Regions from separate parts of the Mus musculus genome. Here region 2 is linked to region 1. A link is a contact called in public Hi-C data. All regions are on one chromosome and are shown on one strand. Each heading gives the region's core, a stretch centred on a gene start, on an enhancer-like site or on the middle of the called end of the contact. The rest is flanking DNA. Distances are from core to core; before and after follow the strand shown. Region 1 overlaps Wnk2 (WNK lysine deficient protein kinase 2). Region 2 overlaps Card19 (caspase recruitment domain family, member 19).

What was found. Hi-C and Micro-C count contacts between places; a contact is called where the count stands out from the background.
Region 2: a Hi-C map of Sertoli cells shows a contact between it and region 1, with 2.3 times the contacts expected there. The contact joins two enhancer-like sites. A contact is called at or near these places in 1 of 484 Hi-C or Micro-C datasets (Sertoli cells), 2 of 115 datasets of contacts at active chromatin or transcription factors (embryonic stem cells and microglia) and 3 of 9 other capture datasets (adipose tissue, liver and pancreatic islet).

What each region holds. Positions count from the first base shown.
Region 1 is chr13:49,081,007-49,087,938 of GRCm38.p6, forward strand. Wnk2 (WNK lysine deficient protein kinase 2) reads right to left here. Exons shown (of 30, transcript NM_001290313.1): 8 at 4,244-4,535; 9 at 898-1,097. Among named protein-coding and RNA genes, the nearest start is that of Wnk2, 64 kb to the right of the region's middle. Within about 2 kb of position 3,170, at least 10 of the 459 cell types and tissues checked have an H3K27ac peak or open chromatin away from gene starts, as enhancers often do. A contact at or near this core is called in Sertoli cells, where this site is marked.
Region 2 is chr13:49,202,433-49,209,364 of GRCm38.p6, forward strand. Card19 (caspase recruitment domain family, member 19) reads right to left here. Exons shown (of 6, transcript NM_026738.2): 2 at 5,572-5,714; 3 at 2,760-2,913; 4 at 1,497-1,556; 5 at 1,286-1,357; 6 at 519-803. The coding sequence ends at 688. Among named protein-coding and RNA genes, the nearest start is that of Card19, 10 kb to the right of the region's middle. Within about 2 kb of position 3,204, at least 123 of the 459 cell types and tissues checked have an H3K27ac peak or open chromatin away from gene starts, as enhancers often do. A contact at or near this core is called in Sertoli cells, where this site is marked.

The DNA of each region.
Region 1 (6,932 bases), core at 1,920-4,419:
GTAAGGTACAGACTCCTGATGCGGGTCTCTAGTCTCCATATGTACACACAAGGGTGTTTGCACCTGCACATACCACATCACACAAACACAAAATAAAATAAAGGTCCTGCCTGACTCCTCCCTCATCATCGACTTCTCAGATCTTGCACTGCCTATCAGGAATCCTCACAGCCTCTCTCGCCTTCTACAAATACTGAAGATGCCTCCTGCTCCAACCCCATTTTCACCCCCTTGACTTGTAACAGCTGCTTCCAGGAGGGAAACATAGCAGGGAGTCTTAGATACTCCCTAGCAGGTCGGTCAGTGGTAAAAACCCGAAGCTCCAGCTGGTGGGGGTACACACCCTTAATCCCAGCACTTGGGAGGCAGAGAAAGGCCGATCTGGTCTACAGAGTGAGTTCCAGGTCAGCCAGGGCCACACAGGGAAACCTTGTCTTAAAAAAGCCAAAAAATATAAATAAATAAATAAATAAATAATAATTAGTAGTAATAATAAAAATAAAATAAAAAGCTTCAAATTCCATCATCATAACGGATACACTCCTGTCATCCCTGGGATAGGCTGGAAAGGATCCCAATGTACCAGCATCACGTACCTGAGTGGCATTGGTGACAACCTAGCATAAGGCACGTTGGTTCTATCACAGTTCCCTAAACAATCCCCTAAGGTCTGTTCCCAGACACCCCATTCTCTTTATCCAGGAGTTCTTTAGATCTAAGGCTCCTCAGCCTACAGTTCTATAGCTCCCAGAAAGATGGCCCTCCATGGACTACATGCTCAAGTACCCCCAAGGAGATGCGGCTGGGAACTGACAATAGGCCATTCTAACCCTGACCATCCTTAGCACAGCCTAGACAAGAGGCCAAGAGGAAAGAACAGGGTGGCTCTCAACTTACCACAGTGGCCGGCTGCTGGAAGGCCCCTAGCGTAGGCAGGCTGTGGGTCAGGCCAGGCCCCTCACTCACAGGGGGGCTGCACACGCACGAGGCTGGGGTTGGGGCCGTGTCCACAAGCGAGCTGAGCACCATGCTCTGCTGGCTGCTCTGGGAGTCCGAGTACACGGTAGAGCCCTGGCCACTGTCAAAGGTGCTGTCCGCTGTGGAGGACAAAGGTATGGCTTAGCATGGACACCTCCAAATGCCATGTCCCTGGCACGACAGGCAGGTATAGTGGCTTGTTCCTAAACTCCTTCTGTAAGACCGTCAGGGTTGTATTCAGGAATGCTGTTTAAACTGTTGCCTACTACACGGCAGCATGGAGAGCCACGCCTGTGATCCCAATAGGCTCTGATGCCAGGGTAGGCAAAGTTTGCTAGCTCACCAGAAGCGAGCCCTGTCATTCCTGCCCACTCTGGTATGCAGGTGTTGAGGCTGCCCTGCTCTGGTACTTGGCAAGGCAGCCTGCCCGCATGGTCAGCCAGTGATGAATGAAAACCGGAAACCCATCTGAAACAGCGCTTTGAGGTTATGCTTAAGGATCCCAAAAGCCACCAAAACACCAAGCAATTTTCACAGGGGGCTGTTTCAGAGTGAGGGCTCTGCCCACTGATGATTCAAACCAAGTGAGGGGGGAGCCCTGCTGGTTCTGCCCTCACAATCTTTCCAAAGAGTGATCTTAACCTAAGAAGACAAGGAACGCCGAGGCTTAATTGGGCAAAACCAATTACACAAGCGGCTCTGGCTTTACACGAGCCAACTGCTCATTAGAGCGACCACTTCTACCTAGACGGACAGGAAGGGAGGGGAGAGGGAGACAACACAGGAGAGAGGGAGGTGGGGAAGAAGAAGGTGGCCCTCACCCTAACAAGATTCAAGAGGCACAGCTCCAACCATGTGTGTGACACTTTAAATACTGCAAGTGACTTGTATAGATTACATGCATAATTACAATTTCACTTGGTTAACCAACCCCGCTCCCATGAGTTGTGTTGCGTGGTCCTCAACACGTGGCACAGCAGAGGCCACCTGCTCAGGTTGGTCTGGACTGCTAGGGAAGAGTTGTGAGAGTCGATGTGGTGGGGTATCGTTCAACACAAGTGTGTGCTCCGTGATCCTGTGCAGGCAATGTGTTATCTGGAGTCCTTACCAGTGGTGAGGCAGAGAATCGTCAGTCACTGTAGAACTCTCACAGTCAGGGAAGAAAATGAAGACAAAAAGCCCAGAGCAGTGGGCAGAAGGGCATTTGAGGGTGCTGTCCATTGCTGAAGAAAGGGGAATGAGGGTATGCAATTATGTGTTCTCATGTATATCACATCACGTATGCAGGCATATATGTGTGCACGCATATACATACATACAAACATACATGCATGTATGCATACACACACATACACATATGCATACATGTATTTGGTTTTTACAGATAGGGTTTCTCTGTGTAGCCCTGGCTGTCTTGGAACTCACTTTGTAGACCAGGCTGTCCTCGAACTCAGAGATCTGACTGCCTCTGCCTCCCAAGTGCTGGGATTAAAAGTAGGCACCACCGCCAGCTGGTGAGTATATTCATGCATACATGTCCACATATATAGTCCCATGTGTGGAGGTGCACACATGTGCGAGTGTGTGTATACATATGTCCATGTGAGTACAGAGGTAAGTATGATATATGATATATGTGTATGTCTTTGCATCCATGGATTACACTGGGTGTGCATCTGTACATATAATGCTATGTGTCTGCCTGTGTGTGTGTGTGTATGTGTGTGTCATGTAGACCATCTCTGGAAGTACGGTTAAAAGACTAGGTGGTAGCTGTTGCCTCTGGGAGGACAAGTGACTTTCCTGGACACCTTAGGGGTTTAAAATTCTGAAAAATATGACTATACCATCTATTTTAAATAAAATACAGAAAGTGAACAGAATCCTTTGAAAAGCCACACAGAGGGCTGGAGTTGTGCCTTTCAAAAGCCATGGCCTCAGTGCCTCACCCCTTGGTGTCCCGAGCCACATAGGAAGGGGAGAGAATTCCTACGCTTGGTGTGAAGTTATCGCCTACTCTCCAACTCTATGGGATTTTTTTCATATTGGGTCACCGTGACCTTCAGCATCTGACCACAATCGGGACATTGTTTCTAGGTCCCAAGCTGGATCTCTCTGAAGCACAGTGTGCGGAGCTCAGCGTGGGGTGAAATAAACAGTGGGCAAAGGACTTCAAAGTGAGGACCGCTCATTTGCACTCTTGGACGCTATTTGAGTCCCCAGCAAAGGGGGCTGAATATTAAATACACAGGGCCTCAGCCTTTCCACATGGATAGCCTCAAATGTTGGTCTGGGCAGGTCACTGAGCTCTGCTGCTCTGTTCCAGGCTGGTTCACAGAGTGGGCAAAGCTATGTCTCCTGCCTCAGCTCACTGCTGAGGTTTCAGACACAGGAGGCAAAAAGGACACTGGCTGCCTGTCCTGAGACTTACTGGATCCTCTCAGGATGGTCTCTGAGGAAGCCTGTATCCAATGCACCTCTGGAGAGACAACCCCTTGAAAGTGGACAAATGCTCTCAGGGGTTTCTCCTGAGAGCTAGAGCGGAGGTGAATGATCTCGGTGGTAAACACTCCAAGCCAACCAGCCACCATGTGGTCCGCTGCAGTCATCCCCCTCACCCAGAGACTGGTAATGGTACTTCCCTTGGCCTTTGTATCTATCCCTCCATGAGGCCAGGACTGTTCCTCTAAGAGAGAATAAAGAACCAACTGCCAGTCCACAGATTCGCAGGTGGAAGTGGTTCCTTCAGACCCTACTAGGTCAAGGACATCTGACCTGGGAAGTCAGACTCAGCAATCCTTGGCCCTCTGCTCACAAAGTCACTGGGGGATGTAGGGAAAGCCCAATCCTTTTTCTGAAACAATCGCCCATACCCTGCAGGGCAGGCAGTAGGAACAAGCCTGGACTGGCCAAGGAATCGGGACCCACGTGTCCTAGCACCTGGGGGACATCTGTTAGCCTTATAACCCCAGGACATGCTCTCTTAAGAGATCACCATGTGCCCTGGCACAAGGCGGCTAGCAGGAAGTGAGCCTGGAATGGGAGACCAAAGCTTCACCAAAGCTCCAGGGGACCACTTACTGCTGGAAGCAACAACCCAGCCACTTGAGGACAGGCAGGAGCTCACTGGGTATCTGCCATTTTCACAGAGTATCATAATAAAAGTTGAGGACTTTGTTTTGCTTTGCCCTAAAACTGGTTATGCTGGTAGGGATGGGAGAAAGGACATAGCTGACTGTGGTGACCCTACACTCCATATACTCACAGGCTAAGGAGGTAACGCTAGCTGGCAAGGTAGGGGGCAGGAGATGCTGGTCGGCCTCAGGCTCCTCAGGTTCTGGCTGCCCAGGCTGCCCACTCTGTGCGTGGTAGGTCACCTGGACCTGCAGGGGTGCTGGCAGACCCCTGGCCTTGTCAGGGCTGCCAGAGTCCTTTGGCTCCTGAGACTGCAGTGCAGGCCAGATCCTCTCACGCCGCCACTGAATCAGTGCCACCCGGTCACGGATGGACTTGGCCACAATCTTCACATCACTCTCATGGAAAAATCCAGAATCGATCTGCAAAGGCAGACACGTGGTCAAGTGTGTTGGGGATCAGCCATCCAGCATGCATCACTTACACAATCATACACACCCTAGTGCTCAGGACCACCCCTACCACAGTCCTTGGGTCTCCTTAGACACCTCAGGATCTTCAACACTCTTTGAAGTTTATAGGCTCCAGTGTGTGGGATGGCAGCTCACACGCAACAAGTATTCAGTGATCTTGTAAACCTCGACCATCCAGGGAGGAGGAGGTCCATTTGGTCATTGGAAAGCGGTACGAGGAACATGTGGGCCTGACAAAAATCCTAAACTCCTTTTATCAGCAGAGCATGTCAGGATCTCCAGGGAAAACAGGGCAAGCTGGGAATGTCTGTGGCAAAGCCACTTCCTGACACAGAGACCCCTACAATGGTTGGATCGCAGGAGCTGACTGGGACTCATGAAAAGCTGGGATTAAGCCCCTTCCCTTCATGAAGACCACAGTTCTAGGGAGAATGAGTGGGGATGCTGGAGAAACAGCTCAGTGGTTAAGAAGACAAGAGTTCTGTCCCCAGCACAGTAATTCCAACTCCAGGGGATCTGACACCCTCTTCTGGACTCCTGGGCACTGCACAGCTATGGATATTATCATCACTACCCACTCCAGCCCACCCCCCCCCCGCCCCCATACACATAGTCTAAACATTAATCTTTTTTTTTTTAAAGAAAGAAAATGAGTTGTTTTTTTTTTTTTTTTTTTTTTTGAAAGGCCAGATTTCACTGTGTGTCCCTAGCTGGCATGGAACTCACTAGGTAGACCAGGCTGGCCTTGAGTGTGGAATGGACCCATGGTACCGCTATCAGTAAAATAGTCGTGAACCCAGAGGCACACAGATGGCACTTGTACGTGAATGTGCAGATAACTTGTCTCCATGAGCTGTGCCTAACCTAAGGGTCCTGAAACGACGTCCACAATCCTGAGAGACCACAGGAAACCAGAATTGCCACTGGCTCAATGTCTCAGGGCTGGGCAGGAGAACAAGGAAGATAAGCCAGAATTGCCTGGGCAAGCTCAGGGAAAGACAGGGACGTGCACAATGACATGTGAGCCAGTACTAGGGCAAATCCAGGACATCTGAGCATCAGAACACCAGAATAAGTGGCAACACAGAGATACAGGCCACACGTGAGGACAAGAGGGACAGGGTATTCCACTGGAATCAGGTTGGGAGGTGTGAAGAGTCTCACCCTATCTCCTTTCCTGTCTCTGTGCATCTGAGTCTCCTTATCCCCCACCCCCAAACTCCTGCTGACACACACCCCATTTCTCTCGGGCATTACTGCACTGGGTGAGACCACATTATGAGCTATTCTCCCAGAGACCCATCAGCAGGGAACTTGGGTCCTCTGTTACATGGGCCACCAGCCCTGGCTGACACCTGACTGTACCTCATGAGAGGCCTTTCCCCCAACTTGAAGCCTGCACAGGCAGGAGCACTCTGAGTGTGATGGTCAGGGTAATCTCCTGTGAGGCTTTGGACATCTCAATATAACTGTGCTGTGTTGTCTCAGAGCAAGTATTCTACACAATGGAACGGACAGAAACATATCGCCCCAGGCAGGCTACGGTGACAAAGCGGCCCCTTCTGTGAGATTCCTAAGGATGCACTGCCTACCCCAAAGGGGAGTCTGAGCTCTTCCCAAGGGTCAGGCCACAGAAGACAGAGGACTGAAGAGCCACGGAGCCCCTAACGCTTGGGACACCAAGAATCCAAGGGTCCTGAGGAATGGCGGTAGCATGCTGATGGTATTTTTGATTCTGAGTACAAGAGAAACCCCCTGCTTCATGGGAAACGACAGACAGGGATGTACTCTGGGTGAAGGGTGCTAGGCAGCAGCTCACTCTCCAACAGTATGCGGTGGGGGTGGGAGTCGTTCTCGGTAACACTCTCCAACTTTCCAGGGGGATTGTCCAGATCATTTCAAAGCAGTTTATTTTGAGAGACAACTCAGCTTGTCAGAAAGATCCCCCACGGAAGTCTCCCAGGTGAAGGCCTCGTGGACTCTGGCAGAGCACAAGCTGGGCGTGTGGCCAAGGAAAGTGTCAGATGAGAGAGGCCAGAGGACACAGAATCTTCTGTGGGATCGGCCCACTGGCAGGCAGATGGGGGCCTGCCTGTGTCTCAGCCACCATCTTGGTGGGGAGACTTCCCAGCAGCAGGGCATTCCTCACCCTAAGAGAAGACCAGATGAGGGTCTTTTTCTGTCCTTACAATGGGGAGCAGGCTCTTTCCAGGGACTTCCAAGCCAACCTCAGAAACTTTCGTGAGGCAGCTGAGGCTAGATAGGCCAGAATGACCCAAGTCAGTTGTGGCCTAGAATGAGTGAGCCCAGGCAGATGTAGTAACTATCAGTGATCCCTGGGAGAGG
Region 2 (6,932 bases), core at 1,954-4,453, 120 kb after region 1:
CCAGCACAGATCCTACACAGGATGGATATAACTCCTCAGTCAAGGGAACTAGACAGAGACCCTGAATCTAGGACTCGGGATGAGGTCCCAGAAAGGAGTGTGAAGAACTAGGGCAGAGAACCTCAAAGGTACCATGACTTTTTTCCATCTCTAAAGGGTCTAGACGGGTCTATGAACTGCTTGTTCTGTCTAGATGCCCTCCCACCTGGGCAGGGTGGCCCTTGTGGGTCAATGACAAGGACTGCGTTTCTCACCATGCTGCACATGGCTGAGGCCGGGTTCCCAGCCACGCCCAGCCCATCTTTGACAGCCCTGATCCCATTTCCACACTTGATACTAGCTAGGATCTGGGTTCAAGGGCTCACTCCACTAGGACTTTACTTTCCAGAGCGTGGTGGCCCAACACAGTATGGAGGAGCTGAGACTTGGTGACGGGACAGTGACTACCAGGTAGAGGGCAGGGACCCAGGCAGACTGACAGACAGACACCCCAAGGAGAAGACATTCGACAGGCAGGTGCAGCTGGAACATTTAATATTAAGCACCTTACAGAGTGAAGGTGATGTGTTCTCGTAGAAATTATAAATAATGAAAAATAAGTATTTAGAAAAAGAAATACAGGCCCCACGATGGGCAGCCAGGGGACTCTTTGGTTAAGCAGCAGGTAAGGCCCGGGATCTGGGTTCATCAGAGTCCTCCGAGGTCATCTGCCAGGAAAGCCAGCAGGTAGCGGCTGACATGCCGGTCAATGATGACAGGTGAGAAGGCAAGGACGCGCCGGGTTCCGGGCAGCACTTTGGGGTCTGGAAGACAAGGGGAGGAGTGGCAATCCATGGGGCAGCCATGAAGGGGGCTTTGTCCTGGATGCCTCTGGACTGAAGTGGGTGGGGGTGGTGGGGTGGGGTGGGGGGCTGTGACCTTGGATTGAAGCAGGTAGGGGGTGGGGGAGCTCTGACCTCAGAGCCCATAAGCCCTGGGTGATCCTCAGGCCTTCAGTATATAAGCCCACACCGTCCTATCCCCAAAGGCCTTCCCAGATGGCAAACTCAGCCATCATAGAAGAGGGGAGTTAGAGGTGGCAAGGCTGGCTGCAAGCTTCAGGCTTCAGTGGAGTTGGGCTTGTAAGGGCTATGATACCACAGGTCGGGAGATCAAGTCTCATCAGGAGAGATAACCCCAAGATGGCAAACAAGGCAGGGCTGACTCTCAACTCTGCTGGCTGTGCACTATGCTGATAAGCTGTCACTCTCTGGTCCCCATCATTTGCTTAGGGGCTTGCACTCACCTGGAGGGCAGCAGTAGAGGAGGAGGGCCAGGCCCGCTGCCAGGCCCAGGCCTGCCAGGAAGCTCATGGGTCCTGGGGAGAAAGGAGTATGAGTGGCCTGGACCAGTGGGTGAGCACTACAGGGGGCTTGTCCCCTAATAGAAAGCCCTTGGGACACAGACAGAGCCCTGAGGGAAAAGGGAAAAAGAAAGGAGGTGGCGGGGGGCGTTACCCCTGTCACTCAGCTCACGGCTCTCGATGCCCCAGTCCAGCTCTCTGCAATCTGAGTTTTCTGGAAACAAAATTACAGAGCGTGGTTAGTAGAGGGTTGAGCTGAGAGTTGGGTTGTTCCCAGGGAAACCCAAGGCTCTCTGACTCCTGAAGGTGCTGGGCTCACTCGTGGCCACTGCACTGGGTGCCGTGGGCAGGACCAGTAGATGGTAGAGTGAGGTCAGCTCTACAGAGGACACTGCATAGATTTGGATTTCCTTTGGTCCAGTTTCTATGACATCACAGGTGTGGAGTAGGCCAGTGTGTCTTGTTTGCCATAAGTCATCAAAGGCAGGACAAATATCCACTATCAAGAACTCTTCCCTAGATGTCCCCATGGGGTTAGCAGGCATATGATGTGCCACACAGGCTCCAGGGCACCTAGGAACCCTAAAAGGTTCCAGTAGGGATGTGGCTTGGCCCCAGCAGGGTTCTAAAGAACCCAGTGACATGCTTTCAGTGGAGGGGAGAGGGAGCCTATTCACTCTGTCCTTCAGTGTCCTGTGAGGTCTGCGGAAGGTTCCTTGGGGTCAGAGACCCCAGCCTAGAGTCCCAGCCGAGCTCATGGGCAGAGTCACCTCATCTTTTTGTCTGGTACAGTAGCACCTCTTCCCAGTTTCCCAAGCAGAGAACCTTGAATTGAGCCACCACACCAGCCCTGCTGAAATCCAGGTTCCCAGCAGCTCCAGTGACCCCCCCAAACCTTTGGGACCTACATATCACCTAGGGCTCAGAGATCATAATCTCTCTTACCTGCCTACCATCCACATCTATACCCAAAGATGCTCTACAAAATCCCCACATGGACAGACTGGAGGATACAAAAGGCAGATGGACTTGGGGTCTGCTGTGGGCTTGGTCACACTTCGCTGAGATGGCCAAGGAGCACGGGGATGTAAGAATGAAGTTGCTATGAACTTCGAAATGAAGACACAGCCACAGCACACAACGGGAGACAGACTGAATACATGGGACGGTGGCTTCTATGTGAAAGCTGGCATGGGGAGGAGAGCGTCAGAGAGGGAGGAGGACAGAGGGAGAGGCAGGCCAATATGCCAGCCTGTGCTATTCTCCCTGGGCGATCTCCAAGAGGGGACAGAGAAGGGAAGAGATGCCCAGCCTGGGCATCTGAGGCACTGAGGACCTCCACGCTGCCAACAGTTGACCTGGTGCGGTCCTTGGTAAGTGTGGAACGCTGTAGGTAGGGATAAGGGGCAGGACTTACGAGGAGAGTAGCGGCTGGGCAGGTGGCTGTGCAGGGGCTGGGCATGGATGTACAGAGCTCGGTAAAATTCCTGACAGTGCCGTTCCCCACGCTGCTGTAGATGGCTCAGGAGGTCACAGAGCCGTACGCGCAGGGATGCCTTGGGGTTCCGGAACTGGGGGCAGAAGAAAGGGTAGGCTGGCGGGGACAGCTGTGAGGCAGAGCGCTCGGGACCCCAGCTTCAGAGCCACAGACCTCAGAACCCTCCCAACCCCTCATACCACCCATTGATATATGCCCAACACTGCAGCAGTCAGTTGCAGGCTAAGTCTTGGCTAATACTGTGTCTCCAGGGCAACGGGCTGGGAGAGGTCATGGAGAAAGCAGGGTGTGGGGGACATCACCCTAAGTAATGAGACTCAATGTGGTTTCTCCCCATGCGGCCTTAGTGAATCACTGCAACCCTCTGTGAGTCAGTTCTTGTAAAGGGGAAACAATCCCACGTGGTGGGGTTGTTACAGAGCACGGATGACGGCGTACGTGACAGTTGCTATTATTTCTCAGATTGTAGGGACGTGAGTCTAGTATTTCAAAGGCCAACTGAGACAAGAACACTTTCTTCTGATGTGGTTGTGAAGGTCAGTGGGCAGACCACTTGGCACCAAGCCCAGAACCAGGAGGCTGTGGTCTGGTGCTGCCCCCTGGTGGTGACAGCTGAAAACTGACCACCGATAACAGAAGCCTGCCTGGCCTGTAAGAAGGGACTTCCCCACTTTTGCGTAGGAACCTCTGCCGCTTATGTGCCACAATGAGATGAATTTGAGCCTGTCACTTTTTAAAACCACTGGGTGGCTCACACTGTAAGTGTCTGAGTTGTCCAGCCCAACTCTGCCTGGTTTGAGACAACCTCCCAGAAAGGGAATCACTGGTGTTTACGAGAAGGGATAGCCCCCAAAGGGCTAGTGGGTCTCTGGCATTCACTGTCCTATTCAGTTCCTCCAGTCTTGGTAAGATGCCAGGGGTATGTACTGAAACTTGTGTGGGGGTCAGGCCCAAATTTCATCCCTTGTCCCCAAACCTAGGGCTTCTCAGGGTCCCCTTTTGGGGCCTGGAGAGCCAAAGTAGGATTAGCCTGGTGACACAAAGCCCAGGGACTGCATCTGAAATGCCATCTCTGGCAGAACCATTTTGGTGTCTGTAGCTGTGACACCTGAGGCCTTGGTTGCCCCCTCTGTAAAATGGGGTGATGACTTCAGCTATTTGTAGGGCTGTAGGTGAGAACTGGGAATGGTCCAGAACGAATGTGTTCACCTGGTTCAGGTGGGCCAGGCCAGACCCCAGTCTCTGAGCCAAGTGGAATAGCATGCTTGTGTCACAGATAAGGTCCTGAAGCTCTCAGTGGGACCAGCCACCCTCAAGCTTGGCTGTGGGTGGGGTCAGCCTCCACTGCCCACCTAATATAGGCTGGACCTCTTGGCCTTACAAACACAAGGAAGAAGGAGTGTGCGTGTGTTGGGGAGAGGGTAATGGGTGCATGCCTGTGTGGGTACATGCAGAGGCCAAAGGTTGTGTAAGGATGCTTTCTTCAATGGCTCTATACCTTACTTTTTTAAGTTAGAGTCTCTCACTGAACCCGGAGTTCACCATTTTGGCTAAACTGTTTGTCTAGCAAACCCCGGGGCTCTGCCTGTCTCTGTCTGCTAGGGTTACAGGTTCAGGGATGCAAACTCAAGTCCTCGTATTCACAGAAATCATTTTACCAGCTGAACCGCATGCCCAGCTCCAGGTCCAGACTTGTGGTCCCTCCTTCCTCGGTTCCCTCCTATTCTCATGTTGTTGTGTGTTGTCATGGGTGATGGCTAATTTTATATCAACTCGACACAGGCTAGAGTCATCTGAGAGGAAGGAACCCCAACTGAGAAAATGCCTCTATAAGATTAGGCTGTAGGCAGACCTGTAGGGCACTGACAGGGGAGGGCCCAGGCCACTGTGGGTGGTACCAGCCCCGGGCTGGTGGACCTGGGTTCTGTAAGAAAGCAGACTGACAGGATAGAGAGAAGGCTCAGTGGTTAAGAGTACTGACTGCTCATCCAAAGGTCCTGAGTTCAAATCCCAGCAACCACATAGTGGCTCACAACTCATCCATAATGAGATCTGATGCCCTCTTCTGTTGTATGTAAAGATAGCTACAGTGTACTTACATATAATAATAAATAAATCTTTGGGAAAAAAAAAAAGCCGGGCAGTGGTGGTGCATGACTTTAATCCCAGCACTTGAGAGACAGAGGCAGGCAGATTTCTGAGTTCGAGGCCAGCCTGGTCTACAGAGTGAGTTCTAGAATAGCTGGGGCTACACAGAGAAACCCTGTCTCGAAAAACAAGAAAAAGAAAGAAAGGAAGGAAGGAAGGAAGGAAGGAAGGAAGGAAGGAAGGAAGGAAGGAAGGAAGCAGACTGAGCAGTCATGATGAGGAAGCCAGTAAGCAGCACCCTCCATGGCCTCTGCATCAGCTCCTGCCTCCAGATTCCTGCCTTGTTGTCCTGACTTCCTTCAGTGATAGGCTATGGATATGGAAACATATGCTAAATAAGACCTTTCCTCCTCAAATTGCTTTGGTCATGGTGTTTTATCGCAGCAGTAGAAACCCTAACTAAGACACTGTGTATCACCTCCTGAAACCTTCTCACAACTCTGGAAGGGACCAGCTACCACAAGGACATCTGAGACTGAGGCATAAAGATCTGATGATTTGAGACCACATGGACTGGCCCCAGCCCAGGTGTGACTCCCGCAAGCTCCCAAGGCGGCCCCTGGTCCTGTTCACCCCGCGGCACCTTTTCAGCCTCCTTGTTGGTAAGGATCTGTGGGTAGTAACGGTTCAGCTGGAGGATGATCCTGTCCACTTGTTGCTCGCTCAGGCGACCCTGTCCCGTCAGGAAAGGAGTGTCCTGTACCAGCCGGTCACAGTAGGTCTGATCTGGAACACATGTGGACAGCATGAGGTGAGCCGGCACAGCCTCGAGAGGGACCAAAGATGGCACCCTTGGTGCTGACCACAGGAAGCCCACACCCGCTGGAAGGACAGCGGTCTCTCTGGAGGGTGCATCTATAATTTTCATGTTAACTACAAAGAAGATATCTATAGAATATACACAAAATCAATAAGAGAATCAAAATGTTACCACAAAAAAAATTACAAAGGATATCAGTAAAGGTAGAAATGAGGGTTGAAAAAGCTAAAAGACCCACAAAACACAAATAGTAGAGATAAATCTTCCATTATCAACAATTACTTTAAATGTAAATAAATAGATTCAACTCTTTCATCAAAGGACAAAGATTAGCAGAATGGCCTTAAACACTTACAAGATGGTCATTATAGAGCTAAACACACAAGTCAGTTGAAAGTGAAAGGAATTAAAGACATTCCACATGGGAAAGTCCTACTTTTGACATTCAACATGGGAAGTTGTCATCTCCAAACATTAGGTTAAAAAACAACCTCATAATGCTATAAGCAAGTTTCTGATTTTTGTATTGGGATATATTCACAGCTGTCCGGAGACACAAGTGGCCTCCAGCCACAGGTGGCCCCCAGGTGTCAGGTTGGACACACTTGATTGTAAACAGAAACCAAAACAGAGTGGTCGTGGCTGTATTACTATTAAACAAAATAGATTTTAAGTCAAAACTGGTACAAGAGATCAAAAAAGCCCAGCATATGTTAATAAAAGGTTAACTCCTCAGGAATATGTAACAATTATAAACATATATGCACCAAGTTTCAGAGCCCCAAATATGAGGAGATACTGGTGGGACCGAAGGGAGAAACACACAGCTCTATCGTATTTAGAGATCTTAATATATCGCTTTAGACATCAGTTAACCAGATAAGATCAATAAGGAAGACTTACAATCCTGTTAGCGGTACCTAAAAGTCACACACAAAACAAGCTACCCAGGAATACAAAAGCCACACTTTTCCCAAGTGCACACCGCACTTACTCTAGACCACAGAACAGGCAGATCCCAGGCCACACAGTAAGTCCTCACCCACCCATCTCAAAGATTTTTAACCCAGAAATGCTTCTGTCCAAAGGAAGAAAAGGGACAAAAGAAATGGAGCAGAGACTGAAGGAAGGGTCATCCGGGGACTGCCCCACCTGGGGATCCATCCCGTCTGCAGACACCAAAC